Regions from separate parts of the Sus scrofa genome. Here regions 2, 3 and 4 are each linked to region 1. A link is a contact called in public HiChIP or PLAC-seq and promoter capture Hi-C data. All regions are on one chromosome and are shown on one strand. The core of a region is the stretch at or near the end of the contact, and the rest is flanking DNA. Distances in the headings are between cores, read along the strand shown. Region 1 holds the start of STIM1 (stromal interaction molecule 1). Region 2 holds the start of RRM1 (ribonucleoside-diphosphate reductase large subunit). Region 3 overlaps STIM1 (stromal interaction molecule 1). Region 4 overlaps STIM1 (stromal interaction molecule 1).

Region 1 (6,006 bases), core at 1,172-3,671:
CAGGGGCTTATCTTCTGTTAGGGCCAGCTTCTCAGCACACCACTGTTACTTGAGAAAAGAGTCATCAGAGGAATTAACTTCTGCCAACCAGCTTTTACTGAACCCTGACTATGTATAGGGCCCATGACTGGATGGTTGTTTCCTAGACATGAGTAAGGCACAGCCTCTGATCTCTGAAAAGCCACAATCTGATGGAGAAGGCAGACGTGTGTACGGTCTGATTCTGGACCAAAGGTGTGTGTGTGTGGGGGGGGGGTCAGAGCAGCAGTTTCTGAGATGATCTGGAAGTGTATCTGAAAGGAGAGGCCAGCTATATGAAGAGGTGGTGGCACCGGGGCAGAGGAGAGTATTTCATGCAGACACAATGCCCTAGTGGGGGGGGGGGGGGCAGCTGAGGTTCCGTGCGTTTGAGGAACTTAAAGAGGGCCAGGGTGACTGGAGTTTAATGAGTGGGGTGAGTGGTAGTAGGTGACGTCAGATGTGTATTTTTATATCAACAGCCTAACCCTTAAGCCGGGCAGCTGTTGGGCAAATCCATGTTGCCGGTCTCCAGAAGCCTTGCTCAGGACAGGTAGCTGGCTTAGCAGTGTCAGAGGAGGGACCAGGCCTAATCCCTTCGCCTGCCTCTGATGCCAAGGACAGGGTAGGGCACGGAGCAGGTTTCAGTAAAGATCTGCTGACAGCATACTTGAGACGAGAACAGGAAGTGCAGGCTCTGTTGAAGGCGGCCCAGGGCGGCTCCCTCTTTATGGGGGCAGGTCGCTAACGCCCCTAAGCCACAGAGGGCTGGGAGAGTAAGATGCAGGGAGCAACGAGCCACAGGCCCTACCCGCGAAAATCTCGGAGGGGAGGGGACCTGAGGAGGGGACCAGGTGGGAAAACGCGCTGTGAGAGTTGAGGGAGGGCATCCGTTTTAGCTTAAATGAGTGTGTGGCGGGCGGTCAGGAAGGCAGATGGGGGCCCTTGAGCTGAGACTTAGGGGAGGGGTAGGGCAGTTTTACCTACAGTGGCTTGGACGCTTCATTTTGTTTTCTGGCATCATTTCCTCTTAAAACACCAACAGGCCCTAATGGGCCTCCGGCGGGGCGGGTCCTCGCTCCTCTCCCCAACGCTCCGCAAAGGGGCAGGGCCACCCAAGGAGCCCGGGTCCCGACTGCAGCACCCAGATCTGCCCGCCAGGGGCCGCTGCGCACGGGGTGACGAAGCGCGCGGGTTCCTAAGCTGCAGAGAGGAGGAAGCCGATTGGCTGCGAGGCGCGGCGGGAGGGCGGAGCTTCGGTTGCCTGTCCGGAGTGGGGGGCTGGGAGCGCGCCCCCGGCCGCAGCAGGCCCGGCGGTTGTCGCCGCCGCAGCCCCGGGCGGCAGTAGTGGTGCTGAGGGCTTCTGTCCAGCCTGGCTCTAGAGCTGAGGCGAGTGGAGCCAGAGATCCGGGCCGGGCTGCTACTGTCATCCTCGCAGCTGTCGCCGCGGGCCTGGGTTACCTGAGCGACTGCGTGCCGGGGGCCCGCCGGTCCCTCCGCCGGCGGTTGGCGCGGGGGAGACGCTCGCGGGGGACGGGGAGGCCGGGACCCGAGCCTTGGCGGGGGAGAGCGGTCCTGGCCGAGACCCGCGCGGGCCAGCGGCCGGGAGCGCCCGCGGGGGTCCGGGGGCGCCGGGCGGCTGCCTTGCCCAGGTTATTCCGGGAGAAGCCCGGCGCTGGGGCGGGCCCGGGCTTCGCTGGGGGCCGGGCGGCGCGGGGCGGGCCTGCCGGAGAGCACGCCCCCGCCCGCCCCGGGCCCGCCCCGCGCCGCCCGCCCGCCCGCTCCCGAGCCTCTGTCCCGGGCCTGGCCCGTGCGCGTCCGCCTGCTGAACCTGGGCACTGCCGGGCGCCTGGGCACGGGACTGGGCGGGGGCGCTGACCTCGGCCTAGGAGGCCTGGGATCCCCGAGCCACCCGCGGGGGCCTGGGAGTCGCACGCCCTCCTCGAACCTGTGCTGCTCGCTGCTGCTCGGCGGGGCGCGGCCAGGTGCCCCCCTCTCTCCCTCTCTTGTCTCCCTCCCCCACCCCGGTGCCCGCAGGTCGTCCTGTCCGCCCGCCCCGTCTCGCAGGGGTGTAGCCCGCTGCGGAGCTGACAGCCGCTCCGCGGCCACCCAGCCCAAACTCTCCGGAAGCGGCCCGAGCCGACAGGGCGCTCAGGCCGTCGCAGCTCCGGCGGACCCACTATTGGACCAGAGGCGCCGGCCCTCCTCCTGCGCCCAAACTTGGAGCACTTGACCTTTGGCTGCCAGAGGAGGCCAACTCGCGGGTGGCTGGACAGCTGCGGCACCTTGAGGGCATCTTGCCTGGGGTTCCAGGACCGTCGGCTGCACTCCGGGGCTCCCGGCTTTGCCTCTGGGATCCCGAGGTGGCCAGAGCCGGCGCATGGTGACTGAGACCGGGAGTCATGGATGTGTGCGCCCGTCTCGCCCTGTGGCTCCTCTGGGGGCTCCTCCTGCATCACGGCCAGAGCCTCAGCCAAAGCCACGGCGAGAAGGCGACCGGAACTGGCTCAGGGGCCGGTTCTGAGGAGTCCACTGCAGCAGGTAAGGCCTTGCCACGGGCAAGAACTGAGTTGCCCAAGTGGGGAAGTTGAACCCTGGGTCTCTGCATGTGCAGTGGATGGAGGCCCCACACATGGCACTGGCTGTTCTTAGTAGTCCAAGGAGTTCTTTCTGTTCAGGAGCCGTGACTACTGTCTCTCTGTCTCTCCGACAACTTCACTCATCCCTCCTCAGGGTGTCCTTTGTTGGCAGTGAAAGGAGGTCTGCCTTTGGGGTAGCTTGGCCTTGCAGGTCAGCAGGCCAAGACCCCTTCTCAGGACGACTTGACTGCGAGGGTGGCCTGCGCGGATGATAAGGCTGTTGCTCTTGGCCAGTTTCAGCACTTGGCAGCACAGGGAGGTTGAGGCTGCTTGGGTTGGTCAGGGAGAGCCAGGACCGGGCCAGCTCTGTTACTCCATAACGTAGTGTTGAGGTGTGCCGGGCTATTCCAGTAAGTGTGGGAAGCCAAGTCCCTCCCTTCCCCTAGGTGATCCGCTGTCTCCTAGCTGTGCCCCTTTGAAATAGCAAAGCAGCTCGTTCCTTAGATGGTTTCTGACTTACCGCCGTGGAGTTCAATGGCCTTTTCCTGAAACGGGCGTGATAAAATTCCTGGGACCACTTGTTGGCTTATTCTCTCTCTTCTGACTGATGAGGGTAGGAATTCTACGGTATTTTCGATCTGTCCTGGTTTTCCCTGTGCACCCAGGGAGCCTTGTCAAACAGCAGGAGCCCTGGAGTGCTGTGGCAGGAGAGCAGAGCACGTTTAAAATCCAGTTGTCGTATATGTGTGTGTGTGACTGGGTCACTTTGCTGTTCAGTAGAAAGTTGACAGAACACTGTAAACCAGCTATCATGGAAAAAATAAAAACCATTTGAAAAAAAAAATAAAACTGACTTGTTGTACATAAGGCTGAGAAGGAATTCAGTTTCGTATTCCCATGTCTCTCACCCTGTCACTGGGATTTGCCAGAAGCAGTGAACTCAGAGTGAGGAGAGTTTATAGCTGGGTTCTTTCTGTGGGTGGGCGAGCTGGAGTCAGTATCTGTTGATGACAGGGAGGAAAAGGAAGTGGAGGTCGTGGTGGCTAGGAAGTTTCGTGGACGGATGCAGAGGCTGGCTTTGGCCATAGACCCTTTCTTAGGAACCCCCCTTTTAAATTCCTTGACTGGGCTGGATATGATTGCAGGTACCCCAGGTGCTGGCTTCCAAGTGAGCCCAGCATTGCCCAATGTACCAGCATGGTACCTCGGCTGTTGCTTTGAAGATGGGCCCTTCTTGCCTGTGAATCCTGTTTCTCCAAACAGTGTCTCCTTGGCCCCTGACACCCAGCTCAATGCTTGGAAGGGGAGGACTGGTAGGCAGATGTAGGTCAAACTTTGAAAAAGACTAAAGGAGCATCTCTGCTGTTCCAGTGACATCCTTGTTTGTAATTGATAATATGTCCCTTTTTCACCCTGTAATATGAGCGCCTGACATAAAATGTGCATATATATACATATATTTTTTTTGGGGGGGGGAATGTGTTCTATATTTTAGACACACGCTGAAAAGGAAGACGTTTTGAAGTTAGATGTTGGCTAGCTATCAGGAAGATTTGTTCGTGTGTGTTCGTGTGCCTTCCGTAGGTCCTTCCAACATCCCTTACAACGCTCCTGATTCGAGCTTATGGAAATAGCCCTCCATGTGTTGTAGGGGCCTGGCTGTGTGGATTATCCTACTTAGCCTTCTTTTTTTTTTTTTTTTTCTTTCTTCCTCTCAGTTCAGAAATTAGTTTGTCACCACCGTATACTGAATCCCAGGAAGTCTCAGAGACCCTGGTGCTGGAAGTGACTATGGTTTGGGGTAACCTGGAGGCCCCAGTTGCAGCTATTTGGTAGACTGTCCCCTTAGGACTGTCTGGGGCTTTGCCTGTGACTCAGATAGGAACTCATTTTTGCAAAGAGGTGGCCTAGGCTCATGAACTGGGCTCTGCTAAAGGGTTTGGTGAAGAGCTTCCTGTGCAGCCAGGAACTCTTGTAGCCTTTCCTGTCCCTCTGGAGCCTCAGAACACAGGTGTTTTACTTACCCTTAAAGCTGCCACCTTTTGGAATCAGATTCAACATATTTAGTCAATTTGTGTGTTCTCTAAAGTTTGTGTTTTACAGTCTCTCAGCTGGTTTTCCTACAAAAGTCTCAAAATTGTCCTTTTAGAATGAGGGGCAAGTGATGCCATCACCATTTTTGCTGGTGAAGAAACTGGATCCCGTGCTCATTTTTCCGATTCTTAAGTCCTAGACCTCTTCCATCTTCCATCTTCTTAGGGCCCCCCTCCTCCCCCATTAGAGGTGCACTGGGCAAGCCCAAGAGAACGTTGCTTCCTTCTGGCGAGTTAGGTAGGCCCCGGTGACTCTGCAGCAGAGATGCGAGAAAAGGGCGGGCTTTCTCTCCTCTGCAGAGTCTTCTGGGAGGGGGGGGTCCAGAGAATTTTTCTCTCTTTGGAGAGGTATATGCATTTTTTTCTCTCCTTGCATGTATATGCCTATTTTAAAGGTCTGCCCCTCCAGTGAAGGCAGATGCTCTGCGAGGAGACCCTCTCATTAGGCTGTGGAGAGGCCACTCCTGGCTCTTTGATGCCTGTACATGTAGCTGTGCTCAGTTACTTTCTCAGAAAAGATCTGTGCCTGACTGTGCTACCCTGAAGTCTGCACTTGTGAAACTGGCCTGGAATTGATGCTCGGAACTTCCCTTAGACGCTGGAATCACTGCCTGCAGAAACTCCACGTGTGTCCCGCAGAACGTGTGTGAGGGGTCGCAGGTGTGTCTGGAGTGGTGACTGCCAGAGCTGCTTGCGGGCCTCTCATCAGGAACTCTGCTTTGACTCAGCATAGCTCAAGCCGGGGCTCGGACGATAGATATGCTGGCAGTTTGCGGAGCGCGGCCGGACTTCTCATCAACCCCTCGTGGAGTGGGAGGCCGGAGTCCCGCCTGCCCACCCAGCTGGTTGCTCCTGCCTCCAGGGCTATAAATGGCCTGGCCATCTTGGTGGCTATGCTAATTTTAGCTGAGGGTGGCTCCCGGAACTGGACTGGGGCCAAGGGCAGGTGGGTGGGGCTTGGCCCAGGCTGGCATTGGGGGATGGGCAGAGGGGCCCACTAATCGTAGAGCAGCTAGGACAGCCTCTGCAGCCACACCCCAGCTTGGCCAGTCACCCTTAAGGTGGTTTCAGCATCGAATGGTGGACATCAGTTTCCTCATACGTCAAAGTAAGTGGGTTGGGAGGTCTGCTGTGGCACAGTGGGTTAAGGATCTGGCATCATCACTGCAGCGGCTCGGGCTGGTGATGTCACCAGCTCCTGTGGTGTTTATTCAGCAAATATTTGAGTGCCTCCTCTGGGCCAGGCACTGTGTTTGGTGTTGGAATTTAAGGATGAACCAAACAGTGACGTCCCCTGCCCTCATGAAGTTTACAGT
Region 2 (6,006 bases), core at 1,579-4,078, 200 kb after region 1:
TAAGAAACCTCTTAAGAAATAGGCAGTGAGGAGGGTGGCAGTGGCGGGACAGCTCGTCCTTCCCGGGTCTTCTGCCTCCCCTTCCCTCCCTTCCAAGACACCGAGCCCCCAGGCGGGGGCACGGGAGGGGCTGGCCCCGGGGCCTGGGCACTGTACAGACCGCCCCCGCATCCTTGGGGCCTTCCACGTTATTTATTACCCGACCACCGCCGCCTGCCTGCCCTGCCTCCCTCCCAGCCAGAGGCTGCTGCTGTCACCCCCTCTCCACTTCAGTGCATGTCTTAGTTGCTGTCCCCGCAGCTCCCAGCTCCTCCTCGGGGGTCCGGCTTCTGTCTCTGCTGTCCCAGTTTTGAGGTTTGGTTTCTCGTTTCTCTCTGTCTCCTGCTTTCAGGCTCCTCCCTCCCACCCCTCCCCGACTTCCCCCAGCAGCTGGGGGAGGAGAGGGGGCGTAACTTCTGACACCTGTGCCTCAGATCTCTTCCACCCCATCAGGAGGGTTCTGTTTGCCCCAGACCGGGGCCCAGGACCTGATATTTGAGGTTTGTTCTTTGGGAGAGGGGTGGGCCAGAGGGAACCTTGGTCTGGAGTTCACTCAGGCGTCCGGCGGCCCACAGGGGAGCGAAACCAGTTCCCAGACAACAGGCCACTAGAGGGCTTGGAAGAGAGGCCAGGCTAGGGGCCAGGTCAGGAGAGACTTGTAGCTGGAGGATGAGTGGAAGCCAGAGATGTGGGCTACGAGGCAGTCACCTTCTCTCTCTCTCCTCTCACCCACACCTGCCTCTTTCTCATCCCTGCTCCCCACCCTGCAGGATGGTTTGTCTGTCAGAGGTGCTGCCCAAGTGCTCCCTAGGCATCAAGACTCCTGAGGCTCTGGATAGTCGGCTCCCCTAGTCATGGGAGCCTCAGCCACGACTCAGGGGCTGTCACGGGCCTTGGAGCTGCTGGGCAGCATGTTGTCGCATTTGAACCAAAAGACAGTTTCAAATTGAAAAGTGAAATAATCTGAATTTCCCAAGTGCCTGCACCATGCACTCCCCTTGTCAGAGCCCGTTTTCATGTTACGGCATAGCCTGGGCCAGAGGCTCAGAAGGGACACAGCCAGCTTAGGGAAGGGGTGGCCAAGGAAAATGGTATAGGTCAAGGCGGCTGTGCGACCACCTCCCCCTGCCCTTCCCACCCCCAGACACCTCTCTCCCTCACCTGTTTTTGCTGTGGCTGTAAAGGTATTTCCCCTCTGCCCTACTCCCTGCCATGTCTTTACCCCGGGATCCTGTTTGGGGCCTGGGGTAGGGGTTCCTGGGGCTGGTCTTAGGAGGTGCTGGCTGCAGACTGCCTTGTACCCCCTGGACACCCTCACATGGGTTTTTCTGTGTTATTTCATAAGACTCTTTGAAGTCCAATAAAGCATGTAGGAGATTTTAATCTCTGCTGGCCTTGATTCTCATTGTGTTTTCTGTGCTCTTTGTGGCATAGCAGACAGGATGAAGAGACATTTTGCCTTTGCCAAGGGAAAATGAAACTAATACACTTACCCAAGAGCCCTCTGGGTAGAGCTGCCAGATGAAATACAGGAAGCTCAGATAAACCTGAATTTCAGACAAGTACCTTTTTAGTATAATTATGTCCCACGCACTATTTGGGACACGTTATTTTTATTTGCTAAATCTGGCAACCCTATCTCTTGCCTGTCCTATGGCTTCAGCTGTCCCCTGTGACTCTTAGAATTAGGAGCAAACCATTTGACTGTGCTTCCCAGGTACTGCGTTTTTCACACATTGAAGGTTTGTGGCAAGCAATGCAGTTTTTCTATCAGCATTTGTTCACTTCATGTCTCTGTGTCACATTTGGATGCTTCTTGCGACATTTCAAACCCGCCACGGGAACCAAGTTGATGGCTCGCTCAAGGTTCAGATAGTAATTAACATTTTTTAGCAATAAAGTGTTTATTGAGGTGCGTACATCTTTTTAAAGACATAATGCTATCGCACACTTAATAGACGACGGTGTAATGTAAATATAACTTCCTATGACTTGCAGCATCGTGGCAGTCTCTGTGTTGTGATGGTCTGGAACCAAAATGCTAGTGTCCTCCAGGTATGGCTGTACCTCGTAGGAAGCCTGGACCACGTGGAGAGCAGTAAGAAACCGATGAAAGGATCCAGGGAAGGGATGCCACTTCAGATTTCATAGATGGCAGTTTGCCTAGCCCACAGAAACTTGAGCCTCCTGAGTCACGTCTCCTCCATTCTTCCTCCCCACATTCGGTCTCCAAGTCCTGTCCATGCTCCCTCCGCAAGGCCGTACTGCTGACCCTGTCTCTGCCACCATCCACTAGGTAATTCGAAAAGCAGTACTTTTAGTACTTCTGGTAATTCCAAAAAGCAGCACTAAAAAGGTCAGTGCTCCTGCCCCGCTGAAAACCCCGGCAGGGCTCGTTCCTCTTGCCCAACGCCCTTGGCCTAGCAGGGCTCGCTTCCAACACTGCGCGCTAGGCTCCAGGCGACCTCACAAAAGGTCGTGGGGCTCCCGAATGCCTCCGGCTGCGGAGCTCAGGCCCACGGTGGCAGTCTCGGGTTATCCTAGTGTAACAGTCATCAAGCCGAGAAAAATCCAACCCGAGGGCTTGGTATTTCAAATGTTCCTGAACCGTCTCCACCCACGCAGGGCGTGCCGGCGAGAGGGGCGGGGCCAAGCCTGGCGGGCTCGGCGTGCTACGACCCGCCACAGGGCTCCAATTCGTCTTTGCCCACACTCAACATGGCGGCGACAGAGCGACGTTCCCGCCAGGCGTGCCCACACACGCGCCTTCTCCTGGGCCCTGCCCACACTCAACATGGCGGCTGCGGGACCAGGCCGACTCTTTGGCCGCCGTTACGGGCGGCGTCGCGTAACGTCATCGGAGCTCCGTTGTGCGGCTCCTGCGTCGCGGCTGGCGGGAGCGGGAAGGGGATTCGGATCGCGGTACTCGGCCCTGAGGGGAAAGTGCGCTCTGGCCTGGTTCCTGGCCCTGCACCCGAGCAGCCCCTGGAGCTCTATCTTCCTCCGCGCTCTGCGCCGTCTGGATCCCGCCGACGCTTCGGAGTTGCAGCCGCGTCTCGTATCCGTCAGCACCTCGTCCACCAGCGGCGATGCATGTAATCAAGCGAGGTGAGAGGCCGGCGGATGAGGGACGCGGGCTGCCCGCCCGCCCGCCTCCGCCGTTCCCGCGCTGCCCGCCCCGGCCGCCGCTCGGCTGCTGCCCTTCCTCGGTTTGCCCCCACGCCACCCGGGCCTCGGCTCTGCGCCCCGCGGCTCTGCCCTCCGGCCGCATTTCCCTGGAGTAACCCCTTCCTTTAGCAGGCAGGTGGCCGGGCGCGCGCTGCACTCGCTTCCCCAGCGCGGGCCGCCAGGGACGGATTTTAGCTCCTTTCCGCCCTTGAACAGCCTGAAGCGCGGAGGTTGGCTGACCGACGTAGCAGCCGCCCGGTTTCAGAGGATAGTGAGGCCGGGGCTCGAACCCATAGCCAGCAACGGAGTTTTATTTGAAAGGCTTGGTCACCCGTCGTGCGCGCCGGGGGAGCTAGGAAAGAGGGGGCTCTGCACCCCGCACGGGCGCCTGCCAGCTCGATCTCTCTCGTGGGGCGAAGAGCGCCAGACGCAGGCCCAGGCGTCTCCATGGGGTTCGCCCTTTGTAGGGGATGTGCTGCCAGCGGCCTGAGTCCCAGACGAGTTTGGGGTCGATACTGGCAGGCCTTCCCCTTGATGGGAAGAGCTATGGCATCAGGAGGGCGGCCCAGACAACCTCTGACAGAGGGGGGCCCTCCCTGTGTTTCCTCAACGCTTATTTCCCGTTATGCTCGCTGAGTGCTTGCTTTGTGCCAGCCTTTTGCTTGCTTCTGTGAAATTCATTCCAAAAGGAGACAGCCCTGCCTGGGGAAAGGTTTAATCAGGTTGAAACAACAAGAGCAAAACACACTTGCAGCAGGGAATCATATGGGACAGGTACGAACAAGTTTTGAGTCGACTCCCTCTGCTTCTGTTAAAGCATTGACGTTCTTGCAAACTTGTAGGCACTTAGGAAGTAAATACGGGCGGTTGAAGTGTTCTGTCCGCTAGGCTGTGAGTGTTTCAAAGTCGGGGACTTTATGCCCACACTTCCGCAGAACCTGCCATGAATAGGTGCTCAAAGAGTGGGTGAGAATAATTATTTTATTTATTTATGTAATGTCTTTTCAGGGCCGCACATGGAGGTTCCCAGGCCAGGGGTCCAGTCGGAGATGTAGCTGCCAGCCTGCGCTGCAGCCGCGTGAGATCTGAGCCCGTCTGGGACCTGCACCACAGCTCAGGGCAACGCAGCTCCTTAACCCACTGAGCGAGGTTAGGGATCCCCCCGGAGTCCTCACGGAGAGCAGTCAGATTCGTTAACCACTGAGCTACGAAGGGAACTCCGGGAATAATTACTTTAAAATACAGGATATAATGAGTGATGTGGAAGGCAGGTAGTTGACTTGGTTGTAGCTGGGTGGTTTACAGATGGAGAGGTGCCCAGTGGGGGCCCTTCTTCCTGGCATTAGCATCTTAGAACATCATTCTCTGAATTTCCTGTCTCCCACTTTAGCTGAGGAGATGAAAGACCAAAATACAGGGTGTATTTTTATCAGGTCATTCCTATGAGCGAGGGAGGCTCATTCAGTTTCGTTTTTGATTTTTCTGTTTTTTTTTTTTTTTCTTCATTTTGTGGCTGCAGCCACGGCATATGGACGTTCCCGGGCCAGGGCTTGAATCCCAGCCAGAGCTGCAGCCTACAAATCCCTTAACCCACTGCACTGGGCCAGGGATCAAACCCTGCGCCTCTGCAGCAACCTGAGCCGCTGTAGTTGATTCTTAACCCACTGAGCTGTGGAGGGAACACCAGCATCCAGGTTTTTTAGACCTTAAACATATGGAAGGATGAGGCGCTCTTATGATAAATCTGTAACAGATGATTTGAAAACCTGTAGACATATTTCTGGGGTGAGTAACACCTCTGTGTTGCATTTTTAACCTTTGGGTCCACTTTCAAAGACTGTAGTTTAGGAGGTCCCATCATGCCTCAGTGGAAACAATCAGATTAGCCTCCATGAGTATGCAGGTTTTGTCCCTGGCCTTGCTAAGCGGATTAAGGATCCGGCTTCCCTTGAGCTGTGGTATAAGCTCAGACTCAGCTCCCGTCTTGCTATGGCTGAGGTGTAGGCCAGCAGCTACAGCTCCGGATTCGACTCCTAGCCCGAGAACCGCCATATACCATGGGTGCAGCCCTAAAAAGAAAAAAGAAAGATACTGTAGTTTAAAAAGTACTACCTACAACAAGCTCTAAGAGGCAGATCTTTTTTGTTTTGTCTTTTCTAGGGCTGCACACGCGGCATATGGAGGTTCCCAGGCTAGCGGTCTAATCGGAGCTGCAGCCTCCGCACAGCAACGCCAGATCTGAGCCGCGTCTTCGGCCTACACCACAGCTCACAGCAATGCTGGATCCTTAACCCACTGAGCCAGGCCAGGGATTGAACCCGCAACCTCATGGTTCCTAGTTGGATTCGATTCAACCCCTAGCCTGGGAACCTCCATATGCCGCGGGAGCGGCCCAAGAAATAGCAACAACAACAACAAAAGACAAAAAGACAAAAAAAAAAAAAAAAAAAAACTTGGCTTCCATACTCTCCTGGAGTAATTAATGGTTTTGAATTTACTTCACCCCATGTAAAGAAGTACTTCTTTCTATGTGAAACTCCAGATAATCTTCCAGAGGCAACCTCTTAGTTTTTATTTGGGGGATATGGAAGCAAATACGTGTAGACCCTACCCGGTTAGTCCTTTTACGATTTTGGACTTAGACCCTATTGCTCTTCATTCTCCCCAACAAGAAGTCCTGGCCACCTGAGGTACGTTCTCAATTGTTTGATGCAGAATCAATGAACAATAAGATACCACTAGTAATCCCTCATCGACCGAAGAAGTTATTTTTTCGTGAACACCGACACATTAACTAAA
Region 3 (6,006 bases), core at 2,253-4,752, 190 kb after region 1:
CTGGCTCTTTTGTGTTCTTTTTAAATGGTAGATACTATTTTCTTTGGAGGGATGGGGAACGGACGTTTTCAGCCAGGTATTGTTGAACGCCTTTGTTTTTCATCACCACGACCCTGTTCGGTAGGTACTGTACCTCGACTGTAGAGCTGAGGAAGTGAAGCCTCAGAGAGGGTGAGTGCCTTCTCTGGGGTCACACATCACGAAGCTAGGAGTGTTGACACCCTCAGCCTGCTGCCTCCGTAAAGGCAGCCCGAGCAGATTCATTTCGGCGGGCTGAGCTTGGGGGGGCCAGAGGAGTTTTATCTTTGAGCCGATTCCTGGCTACTTTGCTGGGCCCCTTATTCCTGGGCCCTCTTCCAGCTGGGGGCTAAATGCTGTTGTGTGGGCCGTCCCCATTCTTCACTTGTCTGAAAAGCATGTACTGTTTTCATTCCAAAGGCAAAGAATCTAGGCAGGAGACATTCCAAGTTTGGGGATAAAACTAAGCTCCCCGCCCTCCCTGCTCCCCAAGGCCTCCAGAGCGAAAGGACCTGTGGCCCTTGGAGAAGTGAATGTACACACCTGCCCAGGGCCAGCCTTGCACCCGTGCACACGCACACCCTCTGACGGACGGTGTCCAGAGCCCACGTGCCTCTTGTCCCTCCTGGCTCAGCAGGCCTACACTGCCGGCCACTATGGTTTTTTTTAATAGAGTTCCTGATATTTCGGATGACTACATATCATGCTACATGTGCATTCCAGCTAGGATTTCATTTGGTTCAAGATAAGTCTTTGAAGCAGGGAGGAATTTTGATTCCCACTTGAAAATGAAGGAATAGGCCTTGTCCAGGGAAGAGACCTGTCCATAGTCACACAGCTCCTTAGAGGCAGGGCTCGCAGTCAGGCCGCCTAGTTTTCTTACTCGTATGTGCTGTCAAGGTGCTCAGTCTTCTGTGGAGGCGGCGGCGCGGGGCAAGCTTTCAGTGTACGTATGTTTGCTCATTTCTGCGCCCAATAGCAGTTACGGATGCTCATCTCTATAGATGCTGTTAAGACTGTAATAAACGTGGGTCAGTTTAGATTCTGCTTTAAAGAGCTCCCGATTGTACAGAGAAGACAGGCATATTATAGGCTTTTTGGAAGAGGCTGCTTTCGGAGGAGACTGTTCGGTGGAGAACTGAATCTGTAATGGTGTAATTTCAAGCAGTCGGGTCAGGGACTGACTGTTCAGTGAGAGAAGGAGATGGGCCTGGAAATGGCGCCTCTGGTTTGTTTTCGCTGTGCCTCTAGCGCCACCTGCTGTGCACATACGGGGGTCGGGGTAAAGTCCTTGCAGCTCCAGGGGCCGGAGACTGCGAGTTGTCAGCAGTAAGCTTGCAGCCTAGATGTTTTTCCTCTTGTCACCACATCTTTTGAGGCTTTGGTCACCGACACATCCGGGCTTGGGATTTTTCAGAGGTTTAGTTCAGTTTCTGCCTCTTCTGTTTCACCCACGGGATTAACTCACTCTTCAGTGCTCTTCTTTCTGGACTGCTTTTGTTCTACAGCCTGGCCTTCCTCTTCTGTAGCTCAGGGCGAAGCCGTATGTCACTTGTCTTCCTCATCATCCTTTTCCCTTCCCATCCTGGTCCCCTGGTCGCGTGGTAGTTACGAGGGTAGGAAGAGCTGACAGTGGCTAGGTCCTTTCCCTCTCCTGGAGGAAGGAGCAAACTCACTTTTTCTGCTGAGTCTGCCCAGGCCATCCTGTGCCCTGAGTCCTTCCAGGCAGAGTCTGTCACCCCATCCTTTGGGCCTATCCAACCCCTTGTGTGTCTCTCTATTATAGAACCTGTCACACTGTGTGCCGCTGTCTGTTTACGTGTCTTTATTGGACTAAATCCTGACTACCGGAGTTCCCGTCATGGTGCAGTGGTTAACAAATCCCACTAGGAACCATGAGGTTGCAGGTTCGATCCCTGGCCTTGCTCAGTGGGTTAAGGATCCGACATTGCTGTGGCTGTGGTGTAGGTGGCTACAGCTCTGATTCGACCCCTAGCCTGGGAACCTCCATATGCCGTGGGAGCGGCCCTAGAAAAGGCAAAACAGACAAAAATAAACAAATAAATAAATCCTGACTGCCTCAGTGGCACTGACGGTTTTCTCATTCGCGTCAGTATATCTAGGGCTCAGCCCTGGACTTGTCATTTTGTGAACCCCCTTAAGTACTTGGGAATGAGTGGAAGGATGCCTGACTGAATGAACATAGATGGGTCTGTGGAGGAAGCTTGGTTGGATGCATTGAGTTTTTGTTTTGTTTTGTTTTGTTTTTCCAGTGAGCAGAGGGAATGCATGGGTGGGTACAAGGGTATTTTCGTTATAACTGACGCCCCTGAGCTCTTGCCCACCATGGAAGATACTTAGGAAGGGAGCTAAGGGCTGGGAGCAACAGGGGGCCCTTCCAAGCCCTGCCCAGCCCCTTTGGCATGAATTTCATTTTTCTGGGCTTCTGAGCACAGGTCCTCAGGAGTCCAAGAGGTACAGCTCAGTCGTTCCTTCCTCCCCTTCCCAAATCTCTCCGCTACTGCCACCCCAGTCGTGTCTCAGCCATTGGGCTTTCTCTGGGCCTTTGGTCTGGCTTGCAGGGTATTCTACATTTATTGCACCTTCCAGATACCTGAGTGTAAGGGGAATGGTTATGAGCTTTGAGGTCGAACGGATGGGAATTCCAGTCTCAGCTCCACCTGCCGTTAATGCCCCTCATGTCCCTACCTGTCCCAGGCTGATAGTGATACAGTCTGTCATTATCTGCAGAGAGGACAAATGTGAAATACCCCCCAAAACTAGTAGTTATGATCTTAGTATGTGAGACACCATAGAAAGAAGGATTCAGATACCCAGGAATCTAGCTTCGTAGCCTTCATTACCGACAAAGTGATGGCCAACCTGAGAATTAGGGTAATGGGAGTTCCCATCATGGCTTGGTGGTTAATGAACCTGACTGGCATCATGAGGACTCGGTTTGATCCCTGGCCTCACTCAGTGGGTTAAGGATCCGGCGTTGCTGTGAGCTGTGGTGTAGATCGCTGATGCAGCTCAGATCCCCCATGGCTCAGGCATAGGCCGGTGGCTACAGCTCCAATTGGACCCCTAGCCTGGGAGCCTCCATATGCTGTGGGTGTGGCCCTAAAAGGCCAAAAAAAAAATTACGGTAATGACGATGGATTCTGAGCGCTGGAGCCCTCGTTTTCCTCTTCAATGCCACGGCTCATGGCGGGGCGGCTGGTGCCCCCTCCCTGGCCTTCTCCAGCTGCCTGCCTCGTCCCCAGGCTGCACAAGGCCCAGGAGGAGCACCGCACAGTGGAGGTGGAGAAGGTGCACCTGGAGAAGAAGCTGCGTGACGAGATCAACCTTGCCAAGCAGGAAGCCCAGCGGCTGAAGGAGCTGCGGGAGGGTACGGAGAACGAGCGGAGCCGCCAGAAGTATGCGGAGGAGGAGCTGGAACAGGTGGGAAAGTGCGGAGCCCCCTGGGGGCGGGGCCACGGGGAGGGGCCAGAGGTCACGTGGGAGGGACGCAGCGGGCTCCGAGAGTACCTTTGAGTCACCAGACTCTTACTCGCAAGCGCGGTGGAAACGTTGCAAAAAATGGTCACCGTGGTTGTCAAAGAACAGCGACTAACAGATGGTACTAGTTATTTTGTCCCTTTTTAGTTGAGGTATTTACATCAAGTATGCAAATCAAAAGTATACAGCCGACAAGCCCTTACCCGTGCGTGTACTTGTGTCGCCACCATCCGGATCAAGAGTCAGGATCTTTTAAGCGCTCAGAAAGCTCACTTTTGCCTCCTCCTCTTTTCAGTATTCTTCCCAGAGGGAAACTATGGTCGGAAACGCTAAGCCAAATTATTTACCTGATTTTTTTTTTTTTTAATCTTCCCATGTGTTTATTTTGGATTTGGGTTTCTTTTTCTTTTTCCTTTTTTTCTTTTTTGCTTTTTAGGGCCTCACCCGCAGCATATGGAGGTTCCCAGACTAGGGGTCAAATCTGAGCTACAGCTGCCAGCCTACACCACAGCCACAGCAACACAGGATCCGAGCCGCGTCTGCAACCTACACCACAGTTTACAGCCACACCAGATCTTTAACCCACTGTTCGAGGCCAGGGATGGAACCCACAACCTCATGGTTCCTAGTCGGATTCATTTCCACTGTGCCACGACAGGAACTCCAAAGAGAAGTTCTTGATTTTAATGAAGTCCAATTAATCTTTTTTTATGGTTGGTGCTTTTTGTGGCCTGTTTAAAAATCTTTCCCTAACTCCAAGATATTTTCCTAACTTTTCTTCTGAAAGCTTTGCTCTTTTACTTTTCACATTTAGGGATATGGTTTATTTCAAACTAACGTTTGTGTGTGAGATGAGGTAGGAGATGAAGGTTTTTTCCCCCAGGCAGATACTCGATTCTGTTCTCTGGTGTGTCTGTCTGTCTCTTTACCCATGTCTCTCACAACAAGTCTTGGAATGTGATGGTGTTCGCTCCTCCAGCTTTGTTCTTCTGTGAGATGCCCGTGGCCATTCTGGGTTCTTCGCCTTCCCAGGTCGGCTTGTCACCCTGTTACACATGCTCCCCTGGGACTGCTACTATTTTTGCATTGAATCTATAGATTAGCGGAGGAGAAAACTAACATTTTCAATAATTATTCTAACTCGGGAGCATTGTTTATCCTGTCATCGAGTTAGGTCTTTTAAAGTTTCTCTCAATAATGTTTTGTAGTATTTAGTGTGGAAGTCTTGCCCTTAAAAAAAAATTTTTTTTTAAAAATTGCTCTTATTTTTATCATTGCCTGAGATAGAAGATTAGGTTATAGATTTTAAACCTTTAATCTTTTATAATACATACCTTTAGAGCTATAAATTTCCAAGTCAGCACTGCTTTTGCTGCATTGCCTAAGTTTTAATATTTTAATTTTCACTGTCATTCAGTTCACAATGTTTTCTAATTTCTATTGGAATTTCCTTTTTGACCTGTGGTTATTTAGAAGTGTGTTGCCTAATTTTCAAATACTTGGGAACTTTGCTATTTATCTTTCTCATTGATTTCCACTTTAAATTTTTCTGTGGTCAAAGAACATGTGCTGTATGGTTTCAGCCCTTTGTTGAGCCTTGGTCAATGTAAACAATCTGCACAATACAGTTGAAAGGCAAGGAGTGTCTGTGGATAAAAAACAAAACCCAACTATTTGCTGTTTGCAAAAGGTACACTTTAAATAGAAGCATACAAAACGGTTAAAAGTAAAGAATGACAAACTGTTACACTTAGAATGGATAAGCCATGAGGTCCTATTGTATTCCCCGGGGAACTGTATTCAGTCTCTTGGGATAGACCGTGGGTGACGATAATATAAGAAAGGAGATTTTCAGATATATAAGTATGACTGGGTCACTTTGCTGTACAGCAGAAATTGGCACGTTATAAATCAACTACTTTAATTTTAAAAATGGAAGAAAAACGTAAAAGATGAGAAAAGATATACAATAAACACTAAGCAAAATAAAGCAGCGGTAGCAGTATATTAATATCAGACAAAGTAGACTTTAGAGAAATATGTATTAATAGAGATAAAAACAGACGTATATATTGGAGTTCCCGTCGTGGCACAGCAGAAACTAATCTGACTAGCATCCGTGAGGACACAGGGTCGATCCCTGACCTTGCTCAGTGGGTTAAGGACCCGGCGTTTCCTGTGAGCTGTGGTGTAGGTCGCAGACGTGGCTTGGATCTTGCATGGCTGTGGCTGTGGCGTAGGCTGGCAGCTACAGCTCTGATTCCACCCCTAGCCTGGGAACTTCCTTATGCCACAGGTATGACCTAAAAAAAAAAGACAAAACAAAAACAAAAACAAAAAAAACCCCAGTAATATATAACAACCCTTAATTTGGATACACCTAATATTATAGTTAAAAAACACGTGTACATATAAAGCAAAAGTTGAAAAAACTAAAAGGACAGTAAACAAATTCATAATCAAAGTTAAGAGACTTTACGTGCCTCT
Region 4 (6,006 bases), core at 1,267-3,766, 160 kb after region 1:
ACTTTTTTTTAAAATTTTTACTTTTTTGTCTTTTGTCTTTTTAGGGCCACACCCATGGAATTTGAGGTTCCCAGGCTATGGGTCTAATTGGAGCTCTTGCTGCCAGCCTATACCAGATCTGAGCTGTGTCTGTGATTATACCACAGCTCATAGCAATGCCGGATCCTTAACCCACTGAGCAATGCCAGGGATCAAACCCGCAACCTCATAGTTTCTGGTCGGATTCCTTTCCGCTGCGCCATGATGAGACCTCCCCCATTTTTTTTTATAATAATGAAACGGTTATCTAGGACACTAAATTTCGGGATGGAAGAGTTATTATTAAATGGAACCTAGAGAAATGAAGATATTACTAAAAATATCACAGGTAAATTCCTCTGTAATCATATGTAACCATATATTATTTTGAAAAGATAGTGACTTTTCTGTTGGTCAGGCAACACTTAACTCGTGTAGAACTAGCATTTAGTTGACGTCATAGCTGTGACTGAGTCCAAGCAAGTACTGCTCACCACACAGCAAGGCAATGAATTGAGAGACTATTTGTTGGGGCAAAGGAATAGCGACTTTATTCAGAAAGCCAGCAGACTGAGAAGGTGGTGGACCCCTGTCCCAAAAAACCATTTTGCCCGAGTTGGATTCAGTCTGCTCGTATACCAAAGGGGGGTGGGGGTTAACCGTCAGTCGTGTCCTGGCCCCAGTACAGCCCCCGAAGGGGATGCGGTAATTTCTTCCCACCTGCAGCCCTTGACAGGTGGTCAGGATATTTCCTGTGAGCTAAACAAAGGTATTTTAGCTAAATGCTCATTCCTTGGGGAGCAGGGTCCCCAGAGATGGGCCGTTATGTATAATTTAAGGTTATAGGCAACATCCCTTCAGTGATTAACTTGTAACAGAATCAACCTCCTTGCTGCAACTGCCCTCTCATTTGAAAAATCATCAAAATAAAGTATTGAAAGCTTCATTGTTGTTGATGAAAGAAATTATTGTAGAAAATGCCATTGTTTTTTTCATGTTTATCTATGTGGTGTTAGATGCACTGAATTAAATGTCCATTTGTTATCTCAAAATGAATTACCTCAGGAAGAAAAATCAGTATGTGCATGTAAATGAAAATCTGGCTTTCTTTTATATTCTGAGAGTTTCCTCATATTTGGATGCTCTTGTTCCTTACTCACCTCTGTAGCATCGGCCCCCAAAGTTACTGTTTTTCTCCTCCAATTAGTGTAAACATGCCTGCATTTGAAACAAAATTAACCGAATTCCTTCTATATACAAGGCATTGTGCTAGAGTCCTTTTGCATACCAGGCTCGTGCTTATTTCTGTGCTCCACTTGTTTTCATATTTTCTATGGGTCTTTTATTTTATTTTATTTTATTTTGCTTTTTTAGAGCCGCACCTGCGGCATATGGAAGTTCCTAGGCTAGGGGTCGAATCAGAGCTGTAGCCGCCAGCCTACACCACAGCCACAGCAGCGCCAGATCCGAGCTTTGTCTTTGACCTACACCACAGCTCACGGCAACGCCGGATCCTTAATCCACTGAGCGAGGCCAGGGATGGAACCTGCAGCCTCATGGTTCCTAGTCGGATTTGTTTCTGCTGCGCCGCGATGGGAGCTCCTCTGTGAGTTTTTATTATCTTTTCCATGGCCCTTTCTCTGTAGCTGCACTGGTTCACCTGCAGTTACTAGGATATCCACTTGCCGTTCTCTTCCATCCTTTGATGCTCTCACACATACTGTTCCCTGTTCCTTCCTTCTTTGTTGATCTGGTTAAATCCTACTTGATATTAAGACTCAATTTAAATATCTCTTTCTTTAGGAAATCTTCCCTGAAAAACCACAGGCTGGGTTAGTGCGTTCTCTGTTCCTCTAGCCTCTTTGTATTTATCTCATCACAGCACCTAGACACGAATTGCAACTGTCTGTTCCCTCGCCTTTTTATTTCCCCGACAGACTGCTCAAGGGCGTTATCTTATATGATTCTATCTTTTTTTTTTTTTTTTTCTTTTTGGCTGCACACACAGCGTGTGGAAGTCCCCAGACCAGGGATCGAACCTGCACAGGAGTTGCCACCTGTGCCACAGCTGCAGCAATGCCAGACCCTTAACCCACTGTGCCACAGCGGAACTTCCTGATTCTATACGTTAAGGCACAGGACCTGGCCCAGAACAGGGATGCGGAAGACAAGAGTTTGTCCTTGAGTCTGCCATTGTGTGTGTTATGGAAGTTGTTTGGCTCAGTCAACATTCCAAACTCCAAGTTGCCTGGCTCCTCTGCAGCCACGCTGCTAGTCTTTCTCTAACCTGGTCTCTGCTTTACAGGTGGTCTTCACTGTATGTCCTTTCGGGCTCTGGCTGACCTGTTTTATTGCCAGATAGCCTAGTGGGCCTGTCTCGTGGGGCCTGGGTGAAACGGCCAGATTCTTTTTTGCAGTGACAGCTTAGAGCTTGGTATTGATGCCGTGTTGGCACACTGGCATGGTGTCTGCCGCCCTCTAGGTCAGATGACAAACTGCTGCTGAGAGCCGGAAGGAAACCACTCAGAGAAACAAACCACAGGCCTCAGCTGCAAACTGTCCTTGGGGAGTGCTGCTTTGGTAAGACTGTCGGTGTCTTGGAGTGTTCTCTGTCCAGAGTTGCCAGATAAGAGGCTAGGCTTCTTGATGGCTTTTCTGACTCACTCCGGCAGTCCGTCACTCCGTGTCGCCGTACATCCCTCTTACCTAGCCCTTGTCGCACGGCGTGGCTCGTGTTTAACTCCCTGTCTCCTCTCCAGAAGAGAGCCTTGGTGCTGGAGGTCATCCAGATTGAGCTGGGTATCTAGAAACGAGTCAAGGATCTGCTAGGCTAGAAGCCCGTGAGAGCTTAGCGAAGGAATGAATGGCGAAAGCAATAGCAGCTAATGTTTGCTTAGCACTTCCTGGGTGCTGGGAGCTTGTCCTCTTTTCACTGCACTCTTGTGATGTGAGAACCCGCCTCTCATCATTTCATAGGTGACAGAACGGGGCACAGAAGGTTAAGTACCTTGTCCACGGTCTTACGTCCAGTAAGTGGCAGGTCTTGAACTCAAGCCAAGGCACTTGGTTCCCAAGTCCAGATTCTTAACCACTGGACTCTGTCTGACCAAAGGCTGACTGTGTGACCAGCTTACTGACAGATGCATGAAAGAGACAGAGAAGGTACTGGTAACCTTTCGGCCAGACGTAGGTCTTTTGGGATGCAAGTTTGAAACGACAAAAGTGAGGGCATTATCTGGAGGCACCACCATTAGGGGAGGGACATACTGATTCAGGAGCCTACTTCTTAACTGCTTATTCTTTCTCTGACAAGAAAAAGAAATGGCCAAGGCCAGGCATCTGTTCTGGCCGATCCCGGGAAGCACCGCTGCAGCTCATGTGCTAGGCAGTCACACCTAATGTTCCATCGCCCAAGTATCCACGTAGCTCATGTCCTCATTTTCTCGGCAGATGTTACCTCGTCAGAGAGGCCTTCCCTGATCTGATCTGACGTAGCACTATTCTTTATCCCCTTACCCTGCTTTATTTTTCTTCCGGTATTTATTACTACCCAACGGATAATTATTTGTTAGAGAGTTTTCATTTGTCTCCCTCTACCAGAATATAGGCACCAGGGATCTGTGACTGTTTTGTGTACTGTTATATTCCTAGATTTTAATTTTTTTTTTTTTCTGGCCACCCCTGTGGCACGCAAAAGTTCTTGAGCCAGGGATTACAGCTGCACCACGGCAGTGACCTGAGCCATAGCAGTGACAACGCCTGATCCTTTACCCACCAGGCCTCCAGGGAACTCCTCTATTCCTAGTTTTTAGAGTGGTGGCCTGGCAAGTAGTAGGTGCTCAATGATGTTGGAATTTCAGGCCACCTGCTTTCAAGGGCTTTTATCATTTGGCCTCAGCATGGCCTCACTCTGCTTGTCCCTATGTGTAACCCTTGGACTCTGGACAATCTGGAGTCAGAGTTCACTGAACAGGCCCCACACATTACAGCTCTCTGAATTGCTCATGCTTCTTTCGTTGCTGGAAATCTCTGTCCACCCAGATTCTGACCAGTCCTCAACATCTACCTCATATAAAGAAACAGTTACTACTGAGGTTGTATTAAATCCTAAGCATTTTCAAATATATGGACTCATTTAATTCCACAACTCTTGAGAGAGGTGTTGCTAGATTGTTAGCAACGTGGCTATAGGCTCTCTGTCTTGTCCCCAGCGCCTGGCCCAAAGTCGTGTACCATGAATGTTTTGAATAACTGGGTGAGTATTTTATAGAAGGAGAGGTTGAGGATCAGAATGGTTGTGTGATTTACCCAAGCTGGTCCATGACGGAGGCAGCATGCAGGGTAAAGCAGCTCATTTGTGTTGAGCTGAGCTGGACTCTTAGTCCAGTGGTTTCCAACTGCACAAGACAATCCCCTGGAGTGCCACAAGAAAATATAGGTAACTTGTATTTATATTGCATTCATTTTTGTCTCATTCTTTAATGTTTATGTATGTTTTACAATATTCCTAATATCAGTACAGAGGTCTAATTTATAAATAGGTGCTTGTATATTGGCAATTTGTGCTCTGATTTCTTTTACAGGTAGATGATGTCATTAAAAAGATTGGAGCCTACGAAGTTAGTCAACTTGTGCATTTCCTCCCTCCCCTCCTCTCCCCTCCCTCTCCTCTCCTCCCGCCTCATGGCACATGGAGTTCCCAGGCCAGGGATTAGATCCCAGCCATAGCTGCGACCTATGCCGCAGCAGCCATCAATGCCAGCTCCTTTAACCCACTGTGCCAGGCCAGGGATTGAACCTGCAACCTGGTGCTGCAGAGACACAGCTGATCCCATTGTGCCACAGTGGCCACTCCTTGTGCATTTTTCTTGTAAAGGACTCTTGGTTGCAGAAGACTCCAGGGGTTGCCCTTCTCCAATCCTGTGTAATACTTTTTGTTGTCTTAACACGGAGATGTGGTCTTTGATGTCTCTGGGAGCTATAGGGACAGGCTCAGGGGATGAGGGAATCAAGGCTTTAAAGACTATCTCTTGCTTGAATGTCCTCCTGGGATCTGGTCACGTGAGTCCATTGGCGCTGTCTCTTCTAAGCTCTCCTGGCCAGATTCTGTGTCTTTTCACTGACAGCCACAGCCCTCTGTACCTGTTACTTTTTCTCTGCTTTGGCCTGGGGATTCTGCCTGTTTTCTCTTTTGGAATGAGGAAGCAGAATAAGACTTTAACTTTTAAGTACTTAGGGACAAGGGGGCCCTGATATCTCACCTTGACTCTGGAGTGAGAGCTTCGTGCTGGAACACAGGGTTGCCATCTGACAAGGATGCCCCTTATCCTGGCTTACTTTGTTCAGACTGCAGTGCCTCTGAGTGGGCAATGCCAGTGCTGCCAGGCCTTACCTAGGTAGGGCATCTGCCAGGTAACAGAATGATACATGGAGCACAAAACCCAGAAACACCTGCCTTGAGGTTTTCCCTGACATGTGAGCTCATCGTCCTTTTGCCTCTAGCCTAGCCAGGCAGGGACTGACTATGTTCAGAGTCCATCCTCACTGAAGTGCCAGACTGGGTCCCCTCATAGGCCTCAGCCTCACTTAACGTAGTGTTCAGAGCAGTCGTTCTCAGCCAGCGATGGTTTCGTTCCCCGGGGACCGTTTGGAAGTATCTGGAGATATTTTTGATTGTCATGACTGGCAGCATACTGCTGGCATCTGGTGGGGAGATGCCAGGGATATTGGTAAACGTCCCACAGTGCATGAGACAGTCCCTGCAACAAGGAATTAACCTGTCCAAAACGCCGTGGTGCAGAGACTGAGAACGCCCAGTCTAGAGTGACTCCCCCACGACAGTGGAGGTGCAGCTGGAAGAGTTCCTGCCTGCCCAGGGTCCATGCTCAGGCTTGTGTCAGGGCGTCTTCCCTGCAGACAAAAGGCCCTTGTGACCCGCTGGCCTCAGGCCTTTCGAGCAATGAGACATGACGTGGCCTTTCCACTCCA

The links. Promoter capture Hi-C pulls out the DNA fragments that hold promoters and counts their contacts. HiChIP or PLAC-seq counts read pairs in DNA pulled down with a chosen protein or histone mark.
Region 2: an H3K27ac HiChIP or PLAC-seq map of alveolar macrophages shows a contact between it and region 1. The contact joins the promoter of RRM1 here to the promoter of STIM1 in region 1. A contact is called at or near these places in 1 of 47 Hi-C or Micro-C datasets (fetal skeletal muscle) and 2 of 2 datasets of contacts at active chromatin or transcription factors (alveolar macrophages and skeletal muscle).
Region 3: a promoter capture Hi-C map of liver shows a contact between it and region 1, with 18 times the contacts expected there. The contact joins the enhancer-like site here to the promoter of STIM1 in region 1. A contact is called at or near these places in 5 of 5 promoter capture datasets (fetal liver, fetal skeletal muscle, liver and 1 more), 26 of 47 Hi-C or Micro-C datasets (adipose tissue, alveolar macrophages, brain and 14 more) and 2 of 2 datasets of contacts at active chromatin or transcription factors (alveolar macrophages and skeletal muscle).
Region 4: a contact with region 1 is called in an H3K27ac HiChIP or PLAC-seq map of alveolar macrophages. The contact joins the enhancer-like site here to the promoter of STIM1 in region 1. A contact is called at or near these places in 4 of 5 promoter capture datasets (fetal liver, fetal skeletal muscle and liver), 14 of 47 Hi-C or Micro-C datasets (fetal heart ventricle, fetal liver, fetal skeletal muscle and 7 more) and 2 of 2 datasets of contacts at active chromatin or transcription factors (alveolar macrophages and skeletal muscle).

What each region holds. Positions count from the first base shown.
Region 1 is chr9:6,265,838-6,271,843 of Sscrofa11.1, reverse strand. STIM1 (stromal interaction molecule 1) reads left to right here and starts at 2,421. Exons shown (of 12, transcript NM_001130974.1): 1 at 2,421-2,559. The coding sequence starts at 2,421.
Region 2 is chr9:6,062,033-6,068,038 of Sscrofa11.1, reverse strand. RRM1 (ribonucleoside-diphosphate reductase large subunit) reads left to right here and starts at 2,828. Exons shown (of 20, transcript XM_021062424.1): 1 at 2,828-3,147. The coding sequence starts at 3,129. It overlaps STIM1 (stromal interaction molecule 1), which reads left to right. Exons shown (of 12, transcript NM_001130974.1): 12 at 1-22. The coding sequence ends at 22.
Region 3 is chr9:6,080,632-6,086,637 of Sscrofa11.1, reverse strand. It overlaps STIM1 (stromal interaction molecule 1), which reads left to right. Exons shown (of 12, transcript NM_001130974.1): 7 at 3,285-3,462. Among named protein-coding and RNA genes, the nearest start is that of RRM1, 18 kb to the right of the region's middle. Within about 2 kb of position 3,502, at least 13 of the 83 cell types and tissues checked have an H3K27ac peak or open chromatin away from gene starts, as enhancers often do. A contact at or near this core is called in fetal liver and liver, where this site is marked.
Region 4 is chr9:6,106,436-6,112,441 of Sscrofa11.1, reverse strand. The region is part of intron 3 of STIM1 (stromal interaction molecule 1); the gene reads left to right. Among named protein-coding and RNA genes, the nearest start is that of RRM1, 44 kb to the right of the region's middle. Within about 2 kb of position 2,516, at least 31 of the 83 cell types and tissues checked have an H3K27ac peak or open chromatin away from gene starts, as enhancers often do. A contact at or near this core is called in alveolar macrophages, fetal liver, liver and 3 more, where this site is marked.